7 separate regions of the Mus musculus genome follow, and all the other regions are linked to region 7. Evidence: chromatin contacts called from public HiChIP or PLAC-seq and promoter capture Hi-C data. All regions are on one chromosome and are shown on one strand. Each heading gives the region's core, a stretch centred on a gene start, on an enhancer-like site or on the middle of the called end of the contact. The rest is flanking DNA. Distances are from core to core; before and after follow the strand shown.

Region 1 (3,409 bases), core at 145-2,644, 1.2 Mb before region 7:
TTTTAAAAAGTCATCTCTGGCACTTTGTCACAGCAACGAAAGGTTGATTCATGCACCTCGTGTGCATGCTTCTCTTCTGAAAATGAACACACAAGGGGGAGCGATATGAAAATTCATAAAAATGTAAGTGCTGTGAAGAACCTTAAAGTGACCCAACGACAGGACACAGGCTGACTGACCAAGCTCAGACCTGGAGAAACATGATGATGAGTGTAGCTACTACTTTCTAGGGAAGAAGATAGAGTGCAAAGGCCCTGGGGCAGGAGCCACGCTAGTATCCTGCAGGAGCCCTATTGTTGGGGCCAGCAGCTGGAACATAGGGAGAGAGCAGGAAAGCAGAGGGAAGACTGGCTAGGGAATTTGCCTTTTTGTTTGGAAAACTATGAAGTAGCAGAGCCTCAGGGGCTTAAGAGACTTGGGGAACTTGCAGGGTGAGCACACCTGTGTGTGTGTGTGTGTGTGTGTGTGTGTGTGTGTGTGTGTGTGCGCGCGTGTGTTGAAGTCCATCTGTGGGTGTAGGCAGAGGCTGAGGAGGCCAATGTGCTTGGTCAGACCTGTTGGGAAGGTAGTGAGCTGAACTCTGAGCCAAGCCCAGGCTTAAAGGTGAAACTGAGTCTCTGGATTAGTGGAGAGTGCCTACAAGAACAAGGGAGCCAGGGAGAAGGACTTGTGCATTGAGACCTTCCTGGAAGGGGCCTAGAGCGGCTGGCCAAGGGGCTTTAATAGAAAATGCCTCACAACCTTAGCTTTAGTAAGGGCCAGTGGAAGGGTCCTGAGCAGGGTCTCCCAGAGTCCTGAGCACAGTGGCTCAAGGCATTTGTTGTGCCTGGGTGAGGCTCCTGTCTTGGGAGGCTGGGAAAGTTTGTACTTTCACTAGTCCAGGAATATGTGTGTGTGTGTGTGTGTGTGTGTGTGAGAGAGAGAGAGAGAGAGAGAGAGAGAGAGAGAGAGACAGAGAGAGTGAGACAGAGAGACAGAGACAGAGAGACAGAGAAGAGAAAGAGGAGGGGAGCAGGGCAGAGACAGAGAGAGAGGAAAGGAACCCTCTCTCTCCCCTCCCCTCCCCTCCCCTCCCCTCCCCTTCTCTCCCTTTCTCTCCCCTTTTCTCTCCTCTCCTCTCCTCTCCTCTCCTCTCCTCTCCTCTCCTCTCCTCTCCTCTCCTCTCCTCTCCTCTCCTCTCCTCTCCTCTCCTCTCCTCTCCTCTCCTCTCCTCTCCTCTCCTCTCCTCTCCTCTCCAGGGTGGGGCTGTTTGGTAGTTCAGGACTGCAGGTCTGTCTGAGTGCGCTCTCTCTCTCTCTCTCTCTCTCTCTCTCTCTCTCTCTCTCTCTCTCTCTCTCTCTGTGTGTGTGTGTGTGTGTGTGTGTGTGTGTGTGTGCATGCGCGTGCATGTGTGAGGGGCGGGCACGGTGTCCCAGGAGGACAGAGTTTGCATTGATGAAAACCCTTCCCAGCTCTTTGAAGCCTCTTTCCCGCTGCCTGAGCCCAGCCGCCTAGTCCTCTGTGTCCCATAAGACTGCTCACTCCCTGCCAGGATGGCATCTTGTCTGGCCCTGCGCGTGGCGCTGCTGCTCATCTCTGGGGTCCTGGCCCCTGCGGTGCTCACAGGTAAGGGGCGCAGGCCCTCAGCTCTGCTGCTACCAACTTCTCAGGGCCAATAACTACCACTGGGACCAGATCCTCCAGTACCTATGGGGTACAAGCCCCTCACACAAGGTGGGATTCCCAGCTGTGGTGATTCTGGGAGACTCCCACAATGCTGGCTGGTAGAAACCGAGTAAGATGATGTATGTTAGCAGCAGGATGGGTGGCCATTGAAAAAGACTTGGGTATCAGGGTCTGGTACATTTGGCTGTCTGATGTTCTTGGGGTAATACTTTGCCGCTAGAACACCTGGAGACTTCTGGACCTGGGAGGCTGGAGGACTCATCAGACATAAGGCAAAGGGCTAAAGGCCAGAGACCCTCTGGGCAGAAAACCCAGAGACTCATGATTCCTTTAAATTCTGCAAACCCTTTCCTTCTGACTTACGACCTAGGTGCTGTCCCCATAGAGATAAATATTTCTTAGAGTCTTTTGCAGGATAGTGAGGAAACTGGACTGAGCCCTAGGTGGCCTCTCTGGGGTCTGAAAAAAACACTGCATGGCAGGCCTGCTCTGGGTCTGCTTCAGAGCAGGGACATAGGCACAGATAGGCTTTGATTATGAGAAAATAAATCTCGCGCAGTTGTTCAGTAGTCTGCAGAAAGGCCTCTGGGTTCCCTGGTTGTCTTACAACATTGCTGCCTGAACTTTAGGGGTGTCTGTGTGTCTACAAAGGAAAGAAGTCACCTCTGTGGTAGAAGCATAGCCTCGGAACTCGCGGCCACACCCCAGGATGGTGACGGTGGTCTGTGGGCCGTTCTACCTCCCCTCAACACCCCAGGAAATAGCTAAAGACCTGACTCTGCCCAGCCTGGCTCATACCTCTCTTGGCCATTTCCTAATCTGTAGAAGGTGGCACCCACTACGCTGCCTCCCTCATAGTGGGATGCTAAGGCCTCACCAGGGCTCAATGCAGGGCTCTGAGGATGGCCAAATGTCCAGTCAACACTCAGTGTTCAGAGTGTGAGCAGGGTTCAAAGCCCGAATGGATTTTGGGGAGAACCATCTCTTCTCATATGTTGGGACACACCCAGCTTCTGGAGTGGGAGCTGTGCTCGGTAATGTAGCCTGAAGTACCCCTGAGTTAGGACTTACAGTGGGAGGAGGCATTTTCTATTGCCTAGGACTTGGAGCTGAGACCCACACCGCTTCCTGCCACAGTGAGGCTGTTGCCTGGCAGGACCCTGCAGCTGGAGCCTTCCTAGTGGCTCCTGTCCAGGTTTCTGTTAGGTTTCTTCCAACCTAAGCCTCTAGCCAGAGCCCCGGTCAGATTATACATACACAACTCTAGTGGGTGGGCTTTCTGTTCCCACAGAAGCTTTGGGAATAGCCAAGACCTCGCCTGACCTCACCTCCCTCTTTTTCCACGACTTCCTTCTCCCCTAGGAACAGGCGGGCCCACAGCAGGCATGAGCATGCAAATCCCACCTTGGGTTTTGGGGTTCTGGCTATTCTGGGAGTGGGGAGATAGGAGGTTCTCAGAACTAGCCATGGACGCATAGGTCTGCACAGGTGTGTACGAGGTCTGTGGCCCTGTCTCTCCTGGGCTGCAGTCTCATAGCAGGAAAGAGGAGATGGGGTACTCCTGGGGTACTCCAGCCTGCCACCCTTCCCGCCTCAGCTGGTGGCCACAGCCACTGAGGTAGGGGAGCAGGCCAGGTTGAGTGGGCAGGAGGCCAGGGTGGGGATGAAAAGGCTCTTCATGTCTGCACAAAGGCCGTCTGTGAGCATGGGCGCCTGGCCTGGGGGCCTGTGGTCAGACCAACCG
Region 2 (3,322 bases), core at 348-2,847, 1.1 Mb before region 7:
CTCCATGAGATCCAACTGTAAGGCATTTTCTCAATTAGTGATCAAGGGGGAAAGGCCCCTTGTGGGTGGGACCATCTCAGGGCTGGTAGTCTTAGCTCTATAAGAGAGCAGGCTGAGCAAGCCAGGTGAGGCAAGCCAATGAAGAACATCCCTCCATGGCCTCTGCATCAGCTCCTGCTTCCTGACCTGCTTGAGTTCCAGTCCTGACTTCCTTTGGTGATGAACAGCAGTATGGAAGTGTAAGCCGAATAAACCCTTTCCTCCCCAACTTGCTTCTTGGTCATGATGTTTGTGCAGGAATAGAAACCCTGACTAAGACAATGTGTTAGACAGAGATTTCCTAAGGAGGGCTGCATGGGGTACTGTGAACTTGAGAGGACTCCATGAAGGGTCCCTTGTAGAGTTAGAGTTAACATCTTCAGCCTCCAGGTGGCAAAATCAGAATGTAGACGTGAGCTCTTGTCGAGACCATGTCCCCTCCCTCTGGCTCAGGACCTGGCTGGAGTACTCTACCCACTCTCAGATTTCCCACCAGCTGTGCCCTGCAGGCCCCAAGCTCCTGCCATGGATGACATCAACACAGCTCCCATGTCCTCCACACACCAGAGCTCCTTTCTGAATTACACCCTGCAGTCTAAAGAAAACTGAGGCTGAGAGCGATAAGCTCAACCAAGCTCCAGTATGTGCGTGCATGTGTGTGTAGGGGGGTGCCTGGCTTAGGTCTGTTGTCACATCTAACGTGACAAGGTTCAGATGAAGGAGTGAACAATCACCACTTCTGCCGTAAGCCAGCACTTCCCTTGGTGGGCCTGGCCTGAGGAACAAGGTCACCCAGCTCTGGGATCAAAGGGACAGTGGCTACCTTAGTACCTGCAGAACTCAGCTAGTACTGAACGGTGACCTTTAAGGGGTGAGCAAACATAGCCATGTCTAGCCACAGAGGGAATAGCCTGACTGGCCATTTGGGCTTCTGCAGTGCAGAACGCGGTAACATATATCACCAAAGTGGCCAGCTTGCACCATAGGGACATGTAAGCCCTTCCGTGAGCCCCAGGTGCCCAGCAGAGGTCCAGAGGGGCCAAACCAGACTGTTTTAGCTAGGGAATAGTGTTGCTCACAGTGGGCTGGGTCTTCTGACATCAACTAGCTTCATTAAAACAACCCCTACAGATGTATCCACAGGCTAGCCCAATGCAGACGTTCCCTCATGGAGATTCTCTTCCTGGGCAATCCTATGTTGTGTCAAGTTGACAGTTAAAGCTCACCATCACAAGTATGCTGGGTGGCGCTGGGGAAAACTGTGACCACCCTTGTGGACATCAGCAAAGGTTTCTGAGAGCCATGCCTTTGGCCTATTCACAAATGTTGGGCCAGGCTTGAGAAGTCAGCCATGAAACCTGACGCTAAAAGAGCCCTTGCGTCCCTCGTGTGGAACTTCGGCTGATAATGGACGCTTCTGGAGGTTAGGTCCCATTCAGGGGAAATAGAGAGCCAGTGAGTGAGAGGGTGGAGCAGGCAGCCAGTGCTGGCTGGGTGGGAAGGTAGATGATGCCCCCCCCCCACTTGGTTTCTATAATGAGGAAGTTCTGTGCAGCTCAGTTTCCTCTCCCTCGCTGAGTGCCTGAAACAGGAAGTCAGTCAGTTAAGCTGGTAGGAGCAGCAGAGGCAATTTCTGAGAGGCAACAGGCGGCAGGTCTCAGCCTAGAGAGGGCCCTGAACTACTTTGCTGGAGTGTCCGTCCTGGGAGTGGCTGCTGACCCAGTCCAGGAGACCCATGCCTGCCATGGTCCCTGGGTGGAACCATGGCAACATCACCCGCTCCAAGGCAGAGGAGCTACTTTCCAGAGCCGGCAAGGACGGGAGCTTCCTTGTGCGTGCCAGCGAGTCCATCCCCCGGGCCTACGCACTCTGCGTGCTGTGAGTACCCGTCTCCTCCCAACTGTCAGATCCAGGGACCACTGAGGTGTGGATCCAAAGGGGGAACCCCTGTAATGGGAGTTTGAGTTAGGTTTATGTCATAGGATGGTGGGACGTGACTGGCACTTCGTTGCCCTGTGGGGAGGGGAGAAGGGGGGGCAGCATCTGAGGCCCACTTTGGACCTTGGCGTTCGAGTTCAGGGAGCCTGTGTCATGACAGGCTTGTGTGGTGCTAGGGCTCTCTGAGTGACTCTGGGCCTCCCCTATACTGCAGCCCTCCATGACCTGTGGTGCCAGGGGTCTCCGTGAGTTCCTGTGGCAGGAGCAGGGACAGAGTCAGGAAGAAACTCAGGCCTCTCTGGTGGAGGGTGTATTGGAATGCATTTTGGTCAGCTCAAGCGTCAGTCAGGGACTCAGTGAAGGGCAACCTTGGCAAAAGGGTCCCCTCCTCCACCCTGCTAGTATGTGGTCTTAGAGCTAATTCTATTTGGGGAGCTGAGTCCGGGGTGCATTTAATCAGGATAGGATTCCTCGTGTACACATTTTACTCTAGGCTGCAAGGACACAGGAAGCCACAGAGCTGCTCTCTGAGTAGGTCTCTGTCCCTCCTTGCACTCAGCTATGTCCCTCCCTATCCAGGTCTCTGCCCCCGTTGGTACCCCCCCACAGCCCAGTGTGAAGATGTTGCTGAATATGCTGGTTATCCTAACAACAGAGGAAACAGCCACTTGCTGAAGGTTCCTTTTTAACACTCCGTCCGTCTAGCGTCTTCTGAGGAAGGCCGCCACCCCTATAGTCCTGTGGTCAGACCCTGTCCAGGCTTCAGGCTGGAGCAGGGCAGGAACACTGTCAGGAAGGGTGTGCCTACTTGAACAGCACAGGTACCATCTGATAGATTGTCCCTGGACTGAGAGAAAGATCTTTCAGAGCAGCTAGCTGCCCCCCCCCCAATCTTCATGCAGGAGGGAAGTGGGTGACTGACCACAGACTGTTCTGAGCTCTGACTCATGTTGGGACCTGCTGTGCTAGGCATTTGTTGGCTAGTTTCATCTTCAAGAGAGCCAGGAGTGTGGGTTCTATGAACACCTAGACCTGCGATTAAGGACCATGAGGGCTGGACAGGTTACAAACATCGAGGATAAGGTCGGTCATTTGCTCCCAGAGACCACTAGCTTGTGCTGCCTACCTCCTACCACCATCAGGCTAGGCATGCCAGTGGACTTGAATGGAAGTAAGAGGAGCTAGAGTGTTCACAGAGTTGGGGGCAGGGGCACTAGAAGCCCGTACAGGCTCACGGCTGGCTGAGCATCTTGTGCTGGTGGAGTTAGCAGCCAGCTTCCTGCACACCCACCAGCATATTTCAGGAGAAGCACTGCAGGTGGCCTGGACCTCCCCAAAGCACTGT
Region 3 (3,507 bases), core at 793-3,292, 1.2 Mb after region 7:
ACAGCCCCGACTGAAAGCAAAACCAAACGGCATTTTATTACATTTTGAACACTGCCTTCCCCAGTCCCTTCCCACTTGGGCACCTCACCCCTATCTCCCCCCAGCAGATTGTCTTTCTACCACATTAACACATTGCGATTTCCTGGCCTTTGAGGAAGGGGGTGGGGGGAGCGTGAGAAAAAGCTCAAAGGAGAGGAGGAGACAGTAGAGGCGACGGCCCTTTGCCCAGAACCATCACTCAAGGGGCTGCCATGTCTCCCGCTCACCCTCCCAGCCTCTAACAGCTTAAGTATCAGGATGCTGCTCGGACCTGAGGCCCAAGAGAATATCCCCTTTGTTTCCCTGGGGTCCAGGACTGTTTGAAGACCAAGGGGGAGTTCATGATCCTCCCCACCACCATCTGAACAACTAAAATTAAGTGAGCCTCAATTTCACAGCAGATGTGAGTGGTGTAGGGCCGATGCCAGCCCGCAGCTTTCTTGAGACATATCATTTGTGTCTCCTTAGGAGAAGTTTTCCACCCTAGAGTTCCTAGTGCGTGCATGTACACACACACACACACACACACACACACACAGAGAGAGAGAGAGAGAGAGAGAGAGAGAGAGAGAGAGAGAGAGAGAGAGAGAGTCTCGCAGGAATCTGATTCTCTTGGATGAACAGAGAACCCAGTGAAGATATTTGAGTCTGGACTCTATTGGGTACATATGCAACTGAAAAAAGAAAAAAACCAGCCCAATAAGGCCTCTCTTTAAGGTTGCAACACACCAAGGACCCTCAATAATCACAGCGTGTGTGTGTGTGTGTGTGTGTGTGTGTGTGTGTGTGTGTGTGTGCCAAACACGCCACCAGATGTGTGGCCTGGAGTAGCTAGCAGGAGAGCTCTAAACGCCTCCTTTCCCCAGGATCCTGCTTGTTGCTTGGCGTTAAATGCCCCATTGGAAAGCTCCGGTGGGCATCACCGCAACTCCTCCAGCTATTCCCGCAGAGGTCGGGCGGGGGCGCGGCCTCGTCCCCCGGGTCTCGGCGGGAACCCGGAGCTGGCCCGCCCCCACTCCCTCCCGTCCCCGCGTTCCGGCTGCGCGCGCCGCCGACTCACCGAGCGACGCCTGCACCGCTTCGGCCGCAGAGAAAGCGAGCAGCGAGCCCTCCTTGGCCAAGAAGGCTTTGCCGTCTTCCGCATCCGCTTGGAGCGCCTCGGCTTTGTCGAAGTTGCCGCCTCCGGGCAGTGGCTGTGGAGCGAACTTGCGGGCAGCCGCCGCCTCTTGGTGCTGGGGCGACGCAGAGAAGCCGCCGGGCAGAGTGGCCATGAGCGTGGAGGTGAGCGCCATGCCCTGCGCCAGGCTGGAGCAGAAGCCGGTGGGCAGGCTGGGGATCTGGTGGTGAGGGTGCGCGGGCGGCAGAGCGGGCTGCAGCGCTGCCTGGGGCAGCGCGGGAGGCGGTGGCGGCGGTGGCGGCAGCACCACCGGCCGGTAGGGCATGAACATGGGGTAGCCGGTGTAGACGAAATGGCCGGGACTGGGCTGCGGCGGGCTGCCGATCAGCGAGTCTATGCTGAAGGCGGTACTACTCCCCAGCGGGCGCTGCATCATCATCAGCGACGGCGGGAACGCTGCGCTCATAGACGCGTTCGGGAGAAGCCAGGGAGAGACGAAAAGTCCCCGTGTCCCGCCGCCGCCTGGAAGCCCTCCGGACGCTGGGAGTACCACCGGGAACTCCGGGCAGGGGCTGAGCGGTGCCCAGAGCGCAGACGCCGCCGCCGCCCCTCAGTGCAGGACCCGCAGCATACCCGGCCTGCACGGGTGCAGCCACCGAGCGCGATGAGGCCGTGCGCCCGGGATGGAGAGGGCGCCGGGGACCTCGCGTTCGCCGGAACCGCTCCCGGCTGCTAGCCCGTCGGAACGCGCGCGCTTCGCGTCTGCAGGTCTCGGCCCAGCTACCAGCAGTGCGTGCGTCCGTCCGTCTGTCCGTCCTGCAGTCCGTCGTCTCCCACGGGCGGCTGGGGAGCGCGCGAAGCCGGCGCACTTGTCTCTGGCGGGCGCCGCCAGCACCTTTAAATCGCGCTCCTCTTTCTCATTCACATTTTGCCAGCTGCCCAGCGGAGCTCGTGTCACGTGGGACCGAGCACCAACTCCTATTTGCTATTCAGGGGAAGGCGGGGCGAAATTAGGGCTCCGCCCCCTTCACCCAGGCGGGCCGCAAATGGGCTACCGGCGCCACGGTTGGAGCGTGCTGGCCTGGGAGCTGGAGCCTTTGCACCGCGCGGAGCAAACTTAAGAGGGACCCTTGCTACCTACCCGACTCAGACCCTAGAGTCCCTGGCATCCCTGTGGAGGCCTCATGAGAGGCGGCTTGGAACTGGCACCCGCCACCGATGGGCCGGGAGTGTTTTACTACAGCAGAACCCTGTGTGATGCTCACCTTAACCAGGGGCGCTCTGGTTGTGCCAAGGGTCCGGGCAAGGTCTCCGGATAGCGTTTAAGGTCTTGCCTCTGCAGGTCTGCTCCCAGAGGTGCGCCTGGGCCTGTCAGCCCTTGCTCACACGACACGGAAGCTGAATGGTTGCTTGCGGCCCGCTGGTGGCAGCGGGGCGGCCGGCGGTGGTCTCCCTCATTCCTGGTTGGGCCCTCCGTGAGCGATCCCTGCTCATTTTTCATGACATTCTTAATCATCGCACCTATTTACCCACTTTGCCAGCGTACACCAAAATAACAGCCACGATAATTATGATAATAAAGCGAGTCTTTTATCTGCTCCATCTTCAGGGAGGAATGGGGGGGGGGGTTGCGACGCCTCTGGATTGTATAACGTGAGATTATCCTGATGAAAGCTTTATGATGTTTGCTCAAATAAAAGCTGCGTTTTGTAAATAGGCACTAATTAAGCACGTTGGCAACGGAGGGAGCTCTCACCCTGGCTCTGCGCAGCGCGAGGACTCCTGGGCACGCGGTTCCCCTTTGCGGACTGCTGGATGGAGCTGAGTCCCTCAAGATATTTCCCCTGTTCTCGACAATGGTAAAAAGCCGGGAATTTGGGGGTTAGGAGATTGGAGGGATTGCGGCGAAAGGAAAGTAGGCATTTCTGGTCATCTTTTCTTATGTTGAAACAAACTTTCAAATCTTGTGTTCCTTTTAAAATGGGATCCTTTCGTGGCGAAGGCAGATCCTGCCAAGCGCGTTGGGCTTCCTCGGGTCCCCCTGCCTGTTCTTCAGATTCCTTGGTCTAGACGTCCTTTCGGAACTGCTGACAGCACCAGGCCAAGGAGCAAAGGAGGGCATTGTTATATAGGTCATTAAAAAATCAGTTCACCCGGAAGAGCTCTGGCTGGGGAGTTGGCTCATGTTGGACGTGTGTTATGTATCACAAGCACATTTAATTGGGAGATAAAGATAAATCGATCTTTATGAATTTATCGACCCGATTCTTTGAAGCTCTTCTTTCTCGGTCTTCCTCTTTCTCCCGCTCTAACCCCAAGGTCCCCCGGGGACGTCTCAATCCTAGAGATCT
Region 4 (3,047 bases), core at 206-2,705, 1.2 Mb after region 7:
CACCATTGACGACCCCAGGATATGGTCCAGCCGGCTGCCTTTGTGAAGTGCCAGCCCTGAGGAGGAGGGTTCCTTTAGGGGCTTGTATGGTTCCTGGCCAGGACAATGGCTGTCCATCGGGGCTAAGGGATCAGTGTGTCCCTTAGGTCCCGTAGGGTGGGGCAGAGTGTGAGCTAGTGCAACCCTGAGCAGAGCCGCTCTTCCTCCCTCGCTGCCCCAGCCTTGCTGACTGCATTTTTAAAGCCAACCCTAATCATCATCTACTCCTTTTTTCCCCCTTTTTCTTCCCCTGCCTAGAAACAGGCTCTGACAGTCCGAATGTTGGAAATAATTGGATTCTAAATTCTAATTCATCTGTAAAGTATTCGGTGATTAAATTAGCCTAATAGATATTATTTCGTACATGACTGCATAATTTTACCCTGATTGGATCTCCATGGCACAATGGTGTCCCCCCAATTTACTATTGACTCGAGAGCCTCAGAAGGCAAGACATAGCCCTCTCTCTGCTTCTGCAGCCTGTTTTCCCAGGCTAAAAGTTAAAGTGATTTATGCCTAAAAGCCAGCGTCCTCCTGCTCAGGGGCAGGGGCACTGTGCATGTCATTCTTCAGGAAGAGCAGAGAAAGAAGTGTTACCAGACGTCATCCTCAGCCCCTCTTCTGCTCAGGAGCCAGGAGCTACAGAGACCTTACGTGTGGGTTACTAGGTTGAATTTTTTAATATATATTTGAAATTTTTATCAGAACATAACTTCAGTCATCATCAACATAGACCTTTTTTTTTTTTGGTTTTTCGAGACAGGGTTTCTCTGTGTAGCCCTGGCTGTCCTGGAACTCACTTTGTAGACCAGGCTGGCCTCGAACTCCGAAATCCACCTCCCTCTGCCTCCCAAGTGCTGGGATTAAAGGCGTGCGCCACCACTGCCCATCAACATAAATCTTAAAAATGTTAAGAACCTCATACATTCAAAATGACTCACCAGGCATCGTGTAAGTGCCTGTAACCCAGCACTCTGCCGGCTACAGTCAAGAGTTTGCAGTCAGCCTGAGCTACTTCATAGCCAGATCCTGCCTCACCATTAGGAAAACTGAATGCTTGTTGATAAAATTTTGGCGGCTGCATCTTTACTCGTTCTTCATAGAGTTTGCTAAATTCCTATGGGGGAAGGAAGGATCTGGACCTGGGAACTGGCTACACTCACTCATTAGCTCATTCTTTCTTTGCACCAGTTTAATTTCACGTAATGTGCCTCTCCCCTTCCCCCACCCCCGGCTCCAAAAATCTGCAAATGGATTCACTGCTGCCTTCCTGGTTCAGTAGCTGGAAACAGCTGGTGGGGTAGTGTGGCAGCTGAACAGGGGAGGGAAGACATTTTGGCAAACAGTAGGAAAACCAGGGCGGAGGAGGTAGGTAGACTCAGGAAACTGTTTTCATGAGTAGATGGAGGAGACAAAGGCGGCCCAGCAGGGACAGAAGGACACACACTCCCTCTGAATAGCTCCCTAAAAAACAGAGCTGAAAAGGAAGAAGGCCCATTTGCTTCTGGGAATCCAATAAATTGTTTCAGGAACTGAAAGTCTGTCCAGGCTAATGGAGCTGTGATTGACAGCTCTTCTCATTATGAAGCCCATCAGGGGACAGGGCATTCCAGTGCTGTTTAGGGGGCGAGGTGGGAATGAGAGGAAGCTGAAGCCCCGGGTGGGGGTAGGGGTGGGGACAGCGTTCTGTGTGCTCTGTGTTCAGTCTTGAAAGAGTCCCTCAGCCCCTTCCTATAAAGGAGCTGGTCCTCTTTCAGGGCCATTTACCTCAATCCACTTGTCGCGACCCTACCATGACATGCCTGTCCCTGACCCACAGTGTCTGTTGAAATAGCGGGTTCAGCATAGGAAGTGGTGGTAGGATCTTCCCACCTGTGGTATTCTGAGTAGAAGTGTATGGGTGTGGTGAACCAGTCGCCCTGTTCTCCACAAGCTTTCTGTGTTTGTATGTGGTACTGTGGCATCTGCAGATGGCAACTAAGGCATAGCTGCTTCCTCTGTCCATCAAGGAAGTTGTTGTGTCTGTAAAACTTGATTCACTAGCTCCTAGCATGAGGCTCTAGGGTGGACCCTGTTGGGAAATGACATTCCAGAGATATAGCGGGTGAGAAGAAGGTCCCATTGCTCTCTACTGCCTTAGAAGTGTATGAAGATGAAGGCTCGGTTGGTCAGATGTACTGATACCAGCCTCCAGCTCAGCCTCAGCATGGAAGCCCTCTGAAAGCAGCACAGAGCCAGAAGGGTCATTTCTCAGTGTATTGCGAAAACTCCGGGCAAGTCCTAGCTCTGCAGCCACCAAGATTCTCCATAATGCTCACTTGCAGAAAGTTGAGGGTCTTGGCTAGTGTGCATTTCACTTTGAAGTGACCGGCCAGACCCCAGGCACCTGGCCTTGCTCCTCCCTGCCACAGTCTAGTCAGGTCTCTGAGAGGAACCCGCCACTCTTGCTAAAAGAAGTCACCAGTATTTTTTATTTGGAAATTGGCAAAGTTTCCTCATGTGGTGCTTGTACCCCGAGGAAGAGCAAGGTGACCCCAACTCTGATACAAAACAAGAACCCTTGGAGTCTGCATTGTGGTTGTCCCTCTGCAGCTGCTGAGTGAGGCAGAAAACACTAACAGAGAGTGTGTTAGTCAGCGGGCATTATCTGCTCTTGGTAGAGGACGGTGCACAGAGACTTTGGTGCCCCTTTGAATACCAGTTGGTGGTGGTGTCTTGGGTTCAGTATGTTGATGTCCTCAGTTTTACTGGTGTCCTCTGTGTTCCTAAGCTGAAGGAAGCAGTGTTAATTCTTGACCCGGGTTTTACTGTGTAAATTAATTTCAGGCTATCTGTATATTAGAAACTAAGAGAACATGGCTTGTGCTGATGAGTTTTACTCCCATGGATCACAGTACATGAGTACACATTCCACCAATGTCACTCTCATGACAACACGTTCATCCACATGCTGAGAGTGCCCAACTTGTATTCCCTTAAGCAATGAGTGCTAGACAAGATGGGACAGG
Region 5 (3,355 bases), core at 542-3,041, 1.1 Mb before region 7:
ATTCTTTACAGAGGCTTCTGCTTCCCCCAGGAACTTCCTGTTCTAGTCATTAAGATCCCAACCCCTCATCCCTAGGAACTTGAAACACTTAGCTAGAGTGAGAGCGGGAACAAGTGCTCACAGTCAACCCATCAGCTATTTCACCAACAGAAGCTCACCATGGGACATTCTTTAAAAGACCTCTCATTAATGTTCAAACTCACTGTGGTATCCCTGGCAGTGGGGCCACAGGGACTGCTGCTACCGTTAGGAAACAGGACAGGCTGGGTGTCTCCCTATCCTGGGGACCATGTCCATGAAAATCTGTGGTTGTTCAAAGAGTGGCCTGAGAGTGTGGTTGAGGAAGATGGCCTATTGTCCATTTTCATTGTCCAGGATGCTGGAGTCTCCAAGGAGACTCTGGCTTCTCCTTTCTGAGACTAAGTAACATCAAATGTGGGCCAAGATGAAGAAAGGGGGAGGGGAAAGGAAAACACAGTGGGGGGACCCAACCAGAGCCTTAATGTCTCTCTGCATTAAGACAGCCATTTCTCTCAAGGCAACAAGACATTGGTCACTAGCTGAGATAGCAGAGTAGCCAAAACTACAGGAATCCCAAGTCCAGCTCCCTGCAGCTGATGGCTTCGTGAATATCCCACATATTGGTCAAGACAGGAAATAAGAACCTTCTATTGCTATATCCAGCTGAGTTTTCTCAACCGAGTCACAACATACTCTGGCTTCTTGGCCACCAAGCACACAAATCTGGAGGGTTCTGAGGGTAGGGTCTTTTGTCCTGAAATGGTCCCTGAGCAGGAGGAGCAACATCAGTGGGGCAGCAACACAGGGGCTGTTACTCCATAGCTGTGAAGTCTCCTCCCTAGAGCACACCTTAACCCTGAGGTTTGAGCCAACAGCACACGGAAATCACAGCACTTCACAGTCTACACATACATTTACAACCAGGGCGAGCACCATGGGGAGTGAGTGCCCTGGTCTTGGAGGGCTCTGCAGTTACTTTAACATGAGGCTTCTGCCTCTCTCTGATTCTTTATCGGTTTTTGGCAAGAGGCCCTGCACGTTCCTGTTGCACAGGGCCCTGTAAGTTATTGACCTGTCCTTTGCAGTACATTGTCTCCCTAGTCTCCACAGCTGGAGGTATAGGAGCTGGAAAGAGGGGTCACCCTGCTTCGTGCTTCACAGATGTTGAAACACGCTGGGCTGGGAGAATCACTAAGCCAAGATGGGCTGGGAGCTCACAGGCATAGCCAGGACCTCATAGGTACTGCTGGAATCTTGCAAGGGTAGCCAAGTTCTCCTTCCCATGGACAGTCTGGCTGCCTTCTCTTTCCTAGTTCTTCTCAATCAATGCTTGCAACACTCTGCACTTCCCCAGCAGTGACCTCTCTTCTACGGTTTCCTTGATCTCATTTCATTAAAAAATAAGATAAAATAAACATATATTTTGCTCACCTGCCAGCCAGAAGTTCCTGGGTGTTAGGCCCCCTCATAAGTGCTTCAGTTTCTTCCTTTCCCATCCACGGTCCTGTCCGGGCACCTCAGTGCAGGTCTGTGTGTCCCCCACATAAGCACACAAGCTCCCTACCTGTCCCTGAGTACTATAGCCTGGAAAAGCCTCCCTGGGAAACATTCCTGACCTTCAGACCTGCCTCCCTATAGCTGGCCCCATTCCTGGGACAGGCACTTCCTGTCTGGGTGTTTACCTTGCTGGGTGCCCTGCACCTAGGCAGGGAGCCAGACACACCTCCCTAGGAGCCAGGCAAAAGGGGAGGTGCCACTGAGGTGCAGGTTGACATGACCCAAACGGCCCCTGGCTGCAAGGTAATATCGGAAGTTGACTAAGAATGGACGCCCCACCACTGACTGACCCGCCCCCTGAGTCTGAGATTGGGTAAGTGTTTATGATCCTCTTGGGTTCTGGTCACTTTTGTGTTAGTATGTGTACACGTGCACACACACGTGGAAGTCAGAGGTGAACACCAGGTCTCTCTCTTATTGTTTTCTGTTTTTCTTATGGAACCCAGGGCTCACTAATTGGCCAGGCTACCTGATCGGCCATCCTCCGAATCTTACCTGCACCCTCCCCTCCTGTCTCAAACTTCCCCTGTGGGGGTTAAAGGAGCACGCCACTGTGCCCCTTTTTTATGTGACAGTTGTGAATCTTCTCAAGTCCCAGTGCACATATGCCAAGCGGTTTGCCAACTAAGCCAGCACTTTTAATCACTGCTTTACATGGCCGTCAGGGCTCAGCTTGACAGCTCCCAGGCAGGGGACACCAGCTGCTCTATTCGAGAGGTCTTAATCAATTGTTACTATTACAGTGAATTATGATTAGTGACGGCTTCCTTCTGCCTGGTGCTTACTGCGTGGCAGGCACTGAACTAAGCAGATTGCATAACCTCTCTGTGTAGCCCTGAGCCCTCACTACAAGTTGAGAATCAGGTGCATTTTAAAGATACATATGTTCATAGATCATCTTGCCCAAGGCCACATAGATAGTAAGCTGCTCCAAGATTGAAACCCATCCTAGCTGGTACCAAAACCTTGCCTCTTAACCCATTGCTTTCATTTCTCAATGCTAATAGCTACACTGCCCATATTTATGTAAGCCTCCGATGAGCTATTGTTTTTTGTGACCTACCGCTGGTAATAAATTAACCCAACCGGTACTGCCAAGAAGCAGGGCATACTTATACTCTAGGTTTCTGTGAGTCAGGAATCTGGGCAGGGCTTGGCCGCGTTCTTTGTTCAGGGGCTCTCACTGGCTGGAGGCAAGGTGGCTGAGGGCCAGAACGCCTCTTTACAAGGCTGTGTGGAGAAGGCACACAGGCCTCCTGGGTTGTTGGCAGGCCTGCACGCCTCCTTGGGGATTGCTGGACTGAGGGCCTTGTTTCCTGCTGGTCATGGCTGGGCAGCTTGCTCTGTTTTGTTTGTTTGCCTCTCTGCCATGACACCTTGCTTCATTGAGGCTGCAGAAGATTCCAGAGATCTCTCTCTTCAAGGACATGGCTGTGTGATGCGCTCCACGTGAGCACGCTCAGCTATGGAAGTCAGATGTCTTCCTTGAAGAATCTCCACTTTATTTATTGAGGCAGGGTCAGTCATTAGACCTGGAACTAGTCAAATCCAGCTAGTCTAGCTAGCTAGCTTACTGTGAGGATCACCGCCTCTGCCCGCTGAGTGCTGGGAACAGCCAGGCCCACCTAGCTTTTGTGTTCTGGGGACCTGGATCCTGACCTCTCGTTTGCATGCCACGCTCTTTCTCAGCTGAGCCATCTCCCAGAACCACAGACTTTTGTGATGTGCTCGTGGAAGTGACATTAAGTGGCATCCCATCACTCTGCCATGCTCTGCT
Region 6 (3,448 bases), core at 497-2,996, 1.5 Mb before region 7:
GGGAAGGGAGGGAGGGGGACACCCCCCCCCCTGCACACACACACACACAGAGCTCATCCAGAGCATACCTATAAAGAGGCTACATCATTGGATTCTGGGGGAGGGGGCATTGTGTCCCCTTTCACTCCTCCCATCCCTCCCACACCCCCAACCCTTCTTCCTCACCTGAACTCACAGATACCTCCTGAGAACCCACTAAGGCTTTCTAGATATATTGAAGAAACCCCCAAGGTTCCCTGCCACACCCCGTCTCTCTTCCTCCTTTCAAAGTGGAAGTACAGAGCCCAAGGGCTTGTCTCTGCCTTTGGGAGGGGTGAAGGAGACCTACGGCCCTCCATTAGGCTCCATTGAGACTCTTAAAACAAAAAGACCACCTTACCCCTGGGAATTAAAATTGCCCAGGAATCTGATCCTGGGGGAAAAGAAAGATTGCTCTGATGCCAGCCAAAGGAAGAGATTCCACATGCTCCCAACAACTTGTAGGATCCCAGGAGTCGAGACAAGGATGGGGTGGGGTGGGGTGGGGGTCTTCTCAACTTGTAGGAGCCAGATCTGAAACAGTGTGCTTTTCCATGCCCTGCCCTTTGCTGTGTGGGTGAGAGAAGGGTCTACTCCCTTCCTGCCATCAGACTGGACTCAAAGCCTGACACATGCCAAGAAGGCAGAGTGAGGACAGACAGTTCTATGCTGGCCACTCCGGCCTGGCCAGGCTTCAGCAGGCATACAGGAGCCATACCTCTCTGCTAGAAACTTGGAGAGCACATAGGATTTACCTATGATATGCAGAGATAACTCCAATCCCTAGTGTCATTGAATTGACACAACAATCTATACCTACCGTTCTCTCTACCTTCCTGGTGGTGGGAGACAGGCTACGTGCTGTGATAAGCAGTCCCTTTGAAGAGAACACATCCCCTAGCCACAGTGTGTCCCAATTCCTGTACTTAAACCCTTAACCAACATGTCCCTGCTGCCAGCACAAATCAAGGTGCCAAGGGTAGTTTTGTTTTGTTTGTACCCAAAGGCTCGGCCCTACCCCAGGTGGTGACTGGATATCAGGACAGTTGCCTGTTTATGACCTTCTCTCAAGAGTCCCTCCTGCCAGATCAGGGTCACAGCAACTGAAAACAAAGCTGGACACACTGAGTGGGCAGGGACAGGGGTCCTGCTGGATCCTGCGCTCCCCAAACTGGGCCACAGTGGGGCCTTTCATCTCCCGCTTGCTTTTGCCTCTTCCCACCCCGCTACCCCAGTGCAGCAATTATGGCGCAAATTAGAATGCTTTGATCATCTTTAGAAAGGGCCACACGGAGGAGGGACACTGCCAAGCAATTAGGGGCAGAGGGGCTGGAAGTTCAATGGCTTGCTTAGGGGGTGAGACTGCCCAGGACACCCACCCCTATCCCTAGCTCTCCTCCCTCCAAAAGTGCCTGTCCCAGCAGAGCAGTGGACTCCCCAGGGTGGCAGAAACAGATGGGGATCCCCCCTCCCAGCCCCTGCCCACCAGTCTCCCTCTGCCTGGCCCCCAGCCCAACGGTCAGTTCTCCAGCCCCATCTCAGCCCCTTTGAAGCAACCGCAGGAACAAGGGCCGCTTTCACAGAAGTGGGGAGACGCAGAGTGGGACGATGAGACTTCAAAGGTGAGGGTCCAGCCCACTACCTCATTCCCTCCCCCAGTCCTGGCTGCCCTCCCACGCACACACACCCCTCTGTCCTCTATATAGCTCCAGGGCATCGTTTCCCTGAGGGCTCCCAGGAGGTGAGGGCCAGGTGAGGTGCGGACCATTAGAAGTGAGTAGTTTAGTGTAAGACAACGGGATCAGATGGTTTGAGGGACACAAAGTCTGTGGGCAGGAAGAATCACAGGAGAGGGTAGAGTCCAGGAATAAAGAGGACAGGGTCTCCCGCCTTGGCCCCAGGTCACCATGCCGCTGGCTATGTTGTTGCTGCTGCTGCTGCTACTGTCCCCAGACTCCCAAACTGCCCATGGGCATCCACTGTACACGCGCCTGTCCCCCGGCGCCCTGCAAGGTGAGCCGGGCTGGTCCGAGGGAACCACGGGAGGTGGGAGGGGCATAGGGAAAGTGAGGTCAAGGGAGGACAAGGGAAATGAGCTTATCTCTCACACTTAGGAGGGCCTGTGGTCCTTCTGCCCACCTTCTGCTGGAAGGAGGAGCCTGGAACTGGGATATAGGAAGGGAGGGTAGACAGCCTCACCCAGGAAGCAGAGACAGCAACACTGCCAAGGGGTTCCAGAGATAACGGTGTTAGAAGACCCGGGGCAGCATGCCTTGGGCCCAAAGATGGATACCTTAACCATATTACCTGGATGTCGGTGGGCAGTGGTTTTCCTCTGAAATCTTTAAGAAAGGAGCTTTTCAGAGATTCCTTCCCAATTGTAGCACCATCTGCCCTGAGGGCTGGCCCTTGGGGCCTGACCTCTCTCCCCATCTCTACATCCCTGGTAGTCTAAGAGTTCACCACGCTTCTCTGGGACTCCCCAGACAAGGTTCAGGAAGACTTAGACTGAGTGGGGCTCTCTGCCAAGGGAATGTGACTTTGTGTCCCATGTCCCTCCCCCTCCCAGTTTTATCTGCCCAGGGGACTCAGGCATTGCAGGCTGCCCAGAGGAGTGCCCAGTGGGCCATAAAGCGCGTGTTGATGGAGATCCAGCACAGACTACATGAATGCCAAGGTTGTACCAGAAGTGCTACCCCACCCAGCAGACTCACATTGGTACAGGGGACTCCTCCTTTTGTCCATGTCCAGCCCTTATTTTTAGGTTCCATCGTCCTTGGGGTCAGATTCTTTTTGAAGGTCCAAGTGGAAGGGGTATGCCAAACTTGAGACACAGCAGGGAGGAGGGGAGAGTGTGGGCTCAGGTGGTCACAGTTCATGGCTGCTCAAATAGTTCCATGTGCTAGAAGGCGGGCCAAGTGGAGAGTGGTTGAAAGATGAGGCCCAGCCCCCCCCCCCAATAAAGCGAAAGATCCGCAAGAGGGCGCAGCGAGGCTCAAAGGATTGTTTCTCAGTAGGACCTGGACGCCCTAGACCTCAAGCCCCCCTCCTCCAGGACCCACCGGAGCCAGGTGAAACTAAAAGACTCCAAGGGCTGAAAGCGAGGTGGGCCTCAACGTGAAGATAACTAAAACTTTTGCTTCATGACGCCGTTTCTGCCATTCTAGTACAATGTGGAGAAAGACATCAAGGCGTTGCCAACACGACCCGGGCTCACGGCCGCATAGTCGGTGGCAGCACGGCTCCCTCGGGGGCCTGGCCTTGGCTAGTGAGGCTGCAACTTGGAGGGTTGCCTCTGTGCGGGGGTGTCCTGGTAGCAGCATCCTGGGTGCTCACGGCTGCACATTGCTTCGCCGGGTACGTCGTCGAGATTCCAGGCACCTGCTCAGCAGGGCCACCCAATCCGATGGGAGTCTAAGCACCCATGGGC
Region 7 (3,541 bases), core at 738-3,237:
CTGTTCTTTGTTTTATTGGTCTCTTTACGAGAGAATGACCTGCACACGGACAGGGCCTAGGCCATCTGGAAGAGGTCTCATCCCAGGCTGAAAAGCAGTTCTCAACAAAACCACACACACCCACCCCTGGAAAGTGGCGTCTTCCAGGCCATTCCCAGCCAAGTCCAGAAACACAGCATCCTGGGCCTTCCAGCTGCCGCATGGTCCGAGGCAGTCCTCTGGATGGCCTCAAACCACCACCTCCTTTGGGCCCAGAGTAGGACAAATGAAATCGCAACAGGGACCTGCCCTGTGCCATAAAATTACTCAGTTTCCATAGCTCCAGAATGAAAGGAGCGGTCATCCCCACCCTCCCATCAGTACACTCCAGCGCCTACCCGTCCCCTTTCGGGTATCCCCCCCCAGGGTTCTGTGTGAACTGCATACCTCAGGTAACTCACACGTGATTCCCCCCCGCAGTGGGGGCTGGGCAGTCTGAACTTCTGGCCCTGCTGGAGCAAGAAGAAATCGCTTTTGTCTCTCTGACATCCAAGCTTCCCACCTGGGGCCAGAGGGCACACCACGGGACCCTTGCGTCCTCACGTCCACTCCCCACCGGTCCCCCCCACCCTATCCCACCGGTAGCTCAAGCATTATAGACAAAAGGTCCTCTGAGCTGGGGTGGGGGGGTGGGGCAGGTGACGAGATGGGTGGCTATGCAGCCTCCACACCCGGCTTAAGTCTCCAAGTCCTGTATTTGGATACAGAGATCGTGTTTTAAAAATTCGAATCATCGCTTTGGTTCGTTGTCTTTGTTCGCGGGTTCTCGCTCAACCCAGACGTCCATTCATTCACTCACTGGCTTGCTCGCTCAGCCTTGCTCCAGATCGCTGCTCTAGCGCATTACCGCTTCTTCTTCTGCTTGAGAGACTTCCTGCGTTTCAGGATCATCTCATAGAGCTTGTCCATGCCCTCGGTGAGGCCCTCGCCGATGATGGCGCACGCCGGCTGGACATGGTAGGTGGTGGCCGGGATGAGCTCGTGCAGCGCCAGTTGCTTCTCAATCTCGGCCACCGGCAGCGACTTAGGCAGATCCTGCTTGTTGGCGATAACCAGGAGCGGTGTGCCCTGGTTCTCCGCAAACTTGGTCACCTTGTGCAGCTCCGTCTTGGCCTCCTCCAGCCGGTCCACGTCCACCGAATCCACCACGTAGATGATGCCGTCCGTGCAGCGGCTGTAGGACTTCCACAGCGGCCGTAGCTTCTCCTGGCCGCCCACGTCCCAGAAGTGGCAGCTGATGCCCTTGGCAGTGCCGTTGCTCAGTTTGATCTTCTCGGTGTTGAAGCCGATAGTGGGCACAGTGTTCACGAATTCGTTGAACTTGAGCCGGTAGAGCACCGTAGTCTTGCCGGCCGAGTCCAAGCCCAGCATAACGATGTGCAGAGACTGGAAGGCCGAGATGTTGGAGGAGATGTTGCCCATGGCTCCTCGCTGCGGCGCCGGCCACTGCGACTGCGGCTGCGGCGGGAGGGCGCCGCCCCCCGAGCAGTCACAGGCCCTCTGCGGCCGGGCGCACCTGGGCCCCGCCCGTTGCTGGACCCGGTGGGGTCTCGGCGTCCCCGCGGCGCACGGCCAGGCGCGCTTAGGCTCGGAGGGGCCGGCTCCCTGGCCCGCCTGGTGCGTGCTCCGCGGGCATCTTTCTCCGGAGGCTTTGTCTCTCGCGCAGCCGCCACGGACAGACGCCGCGGTGTAGGATGTCTGCGCCTTGCGCGGTAGCCCGGCTCGACCTGCGGCTCTCCCGCACCGCGGCTCTGCAGCAGCCTCTGGTCTCGGCGCACCTCGGAGCTGCTCTAGCTCCGGCTCCCGGGAGCGCCGCAAAGGCGCAGGCGGGGCGCGGGCTTCCCCGGCGTCCGAGTTAGCGTAGCTGCCTTGCTGTCCCTGCAGTACTAGGCGCTGCTGCTACCGCCGCCGCCGCCACCAGCCTGCTGCGGCCGGAGGGCGCCGGCCCCGCCCCTCTAGTCCCGCCCACAGGCCACGCCCCTCGCCCGCCACGCCCCGCGGTCTCCCGGGGTCAGGCGGGGTCTTCTCGGTCGGTTGCGTCTTTTCGCGCGCTCCGATCGTTCGAAACTCGCCCAGGCGACCCTTCCCGCCGGCCGCGCGCCGACTGTGGGCCTGGACGCGGACTCTTCCTCCCCAATCCGGTGACGCGTCTTTTAAAAATAGCTCCGGGCTCCGGAACCCCCGCCCGGGGCCTAGCCCGCAGCTGGCCGGGCAAAGGCAGCGACTGCAGAGGGCTAGGGCGGTGAGACTGCGGCACCGACGCAGGAGGGCGGAGGAGAGGAGCTGACCTCCTTGAGCCTGCAGCCCTGCTGCTGCCCACTCCTAATCCATTTCCACCGCGTGGTTTCACGCTCTTTGGTGCCCTAGTGTCTTGGTCCCTATTCTTCCTTGATGCGTATGCTCCCTAAGTCTAGGGTGTGCCCAGGAGGCTCAGTTAAGACTACCTACCACCCACCTGCCTAGATAACTCCAGACATTTCTTTCTCAGACACCCATTTTGGAGCCTTGCTTTATGCTTCCCCACCCCTTCCCCACCCCCTCCACTCTGCTGACATCCCAGATTAGGTTAGTCTTAAAGCAACCTTTGTCATTCTACCTTGAGAACCTACCAGGGATGGGGTGAGGGTAGGGGATGGGGGAGGTCCAAATCACCTGACCAGGCTTCAGGAAAGCTAGGTCACTAGAAGACCCTAGCTAGCTTGGAGCTGGTGGTGTGATGAGTCACAAATACATATTTTCTGGGTTCCATTTCGTGACTCCATTCAGTGGTTTTATCCTACCTTGTAAAACGTAGCAAATGAATATTATTTCTGCATGTGGAGGGAAGTCGGGGGGGGGGTGATTATGAGTGACACAGGTTTGATGATGATGGGAACTAGAGATGACAGCCAAGGGGAAAATGGTTTACATTTGTGTAGGTCAGGCTTCTGGGTCAGAAAAGGTTGCAAATGTAATCCAGGGAAAGAAAATAAAAATGCTTATCATTTGTGATCTTAAAAATTATATATATACACACACACACAGAGAGAGAGAGAGAGAGAGAGAGAGGAACCTTCCTTTCTAATGCTGTTATAATACATGATTTCATTTGTACTAAAGCCTGTGAGAAAAATCACACCTGTTCAATTCCATCTTTTAATTCTCACAACTCCAAAAGCCAGTCTAGGCTTCCACCAGCTAGACTCAAGCCCAGGGACTGGTGATGGATGTTGGTGCTGGCAAGGTCCACTCAGATTACCTGTCCAGCTTGCTAGAGGAGGAAATTTAGGTCTGTGTGCTGGTACTTGCTAAGGGGACCTCAGTGCAGACAGCCTGCCTAAGATCAGTGATGCATTGGTTCTGGGATGCTTTCCAATGGGCACCCCCTCCCCCCCCCCCCCAAAAAAAAACAGGGGCACAAAAATTTGTCTCAAATTAATCTCAAATTGAGTTGGCAAAGTGATAAATACATTAATATAGTTCTGGATACATGGAAAATGTTTAGGATAAGGGTTTTCTCTTC

What was found. Promoter capture Hi-C pulls out the DNA fragments that hold promoters and counts their contacts. HiChIP or PLAC-seq counts read pairs in DNA pulled down with a chosen protein or histone mark.
Region 1: a promoter capture Hi-C map of liver shows a contact between it and region 7, with 6 times the contacts expected there. The contact joins the promoter of Snorc here to the promoter of Arl4c in region 7. A contact is called at or near these places in 2 of 39 promoter capture datasets (both in liver).
Region 2: an H3K27ac HiChIP or PLAC-seq map of double positive thymocytes shows a contact between it and region 7, with 4 times the contacts expected there. The contact joins the promoter of Inpp5d here to the promoter of Arl4c in region 7. A contact is called at or near these places in 1 of 39 promoter capture datasets (liver), 1 of 484 Hi-C or Micro-C datasets (CD4 T cells), 6 of 115 datasets of contacts at active chromatin or transcription factors (bone marrow-derived dendritic cells, double positive thymocytes, pancreatic cancer cells and 3 more) and 2 of 9 other capture datasets (adipose tissue and liver).
Region 3: a promoter capture Hi-C map of liver shows a contact between it and region 7, with 7 times the contacts expected there. The contact joins the promoter of Gbx2 here to the promoter of Arl4c in region 7. A contact is called at or near these places in 5 of 39 promoter capture datasets (frontonasal cranial neural crest, hippocampal neurons, liver and 1 more), 2 of 484 Hi-C or Micro-C datasets (LSK cells and embryonic stem cells), 2 of 115 datasets of contacts at active chromatin or transcription factors (astrocytes and embryonic midbrain) and 1 of 9 other capture datasets (adipose tissue).
Region 4: a contact with region 7 is called in an H3K27ac HiChIP or PLAC-seq map of embryonic stem cells, with 2.9 times the contacts expected there. The contact joins the enhancer-like site here to the promoter of Arl4c in region 7. A contact is called at or near these places in 2 of 39 promoter capture datasets (hippocampal neurons and liver) and 3 of 115 datasets of contacts at active chromatin or transcription factors (embryonic forebrain, embryonic midbrain and embryonic stem cells).
Region 5: a contact with region 7 is called in a promoter capture Hi-C map of hippocampal neurons, with 5 times the contacts expected there. The contact joins the promoter of Neu2 here to the promoter of Arl4c in region 7. A contact is called at or near these places in 2 of 39 promoter capture datasets (hippocampal neurons and pre-B cells) and 1 of 9 other capture datasets (liver).
Region 6: an H3K27ac HiChIP or PLAC-seq map of thymic regulatory T cells shows a contact between it and region 7, with 12 times the contacts expected there. The contact joins the promoter of Prss56 here to the promoter of Arl4c in region 7. A contact is called at or near these places in 1 of 39 promoter capture datasets (liver) and 2 of 115 datasets of contacts at active chromatin or transcription factors (pancreatic cancer cells and thymic regulatory T cells).

Annotation. Positions count from the first base shown.
Region 1 is chr1:87,468,807-87,472,215 of GRCm38.p6, forward strand. It overlaps Snorc (secondary ossification center associated regulator of chondrocyte maturation), which reads left to right and starts at 1,395. Exons shown (of 3, transcript NM_028473.2): 1 at 1,395-1,605. The coding sequence starts at 1,533.
Region 2 is chr1:87,618,715-87,622,036 of GRCm38.p6, forward strand. It overlaps Inpp5d (inositol polyphosphate-5-phosphatase D), which reads left to right and starts at 1,598. Exons shown (of 27, transcript NM_010566.3): 1 at 1,598-1,917. The coding sequence starts at 1,775.
Region 3 is chr1:89,929,134-89,932,640 of GRCm38.p6, forward strand. Gbx2 (gastrulation brain homeobox 2) reads right to left here and starts at 2,043. Exons shown (of 2, transcript NM_010262.3): 1 at 1,100-2,043; 2 at 1-10. The coding sequence starts at 1,622. It overlaps LOC102637806, which reads left to right and starts at 2,942. Exons shown (of 4, transcript XM_030244408.1): 1 at 2,942-3,015; 2 at 3,476-3,507. The coding sequence starts at 2,972.
Region 4 is chr1:89,869,331-89,872,377 of GRCm38.p6, forward strand. All of the region lies in intron 16 of Agap1 (ArfGAP with GTPase domain, ankyrin repeat and PH domain 1), which reads left to right. Among named protein-coding and RNA genes, the nearest start is that of Gbx2, 60 kb to the right of the region's middle. Within about 2 kb of position 1,456, at least 34 of the 459 cell types and tissues checked have an H3K27ac peak or open chromatin away from gene starts, as enhancers often do. A contact at or near this core is called in embryonic stem cells, where this site is marked.
Region 5 is chr1:87,572,236-87,575,590 of GRCm38.p6, forward strand. Neu2 (neuraminidase 2) reads left to right here and starts at 1,792. Exons shown (of 4, transcript NM_001160163.1): 1 at 1,792-1,891. It also overlaps a transcript of Ngef not described here.
Region 6 is chr1:87,181,568-87,185,015 of GRCm38.p6, forward strand. Prss56 (protease, serine 56) reads left to right here and starts at 1,747. Exons shown (of 13, transcript NM_027084.2): 1 at 1,747-2,031; 2 at 2,588-2,695; 3 at 3,036-3,089; 4 at 3,186-3,375. The coding sequence starts at 1,926.
Region 7 is chr1:88,700,204-88,703,744 of GRCm38.p6, forward strand. It overlaps Arl4c (ADP-ribosylation factor-like 4C), which reads right to left and starts at 1,988. Exons shown (of 1, transcript NM_177305.4): 1 at 1-1,988. The coding sequence starts at 1,461. The coding sequence ends at 883.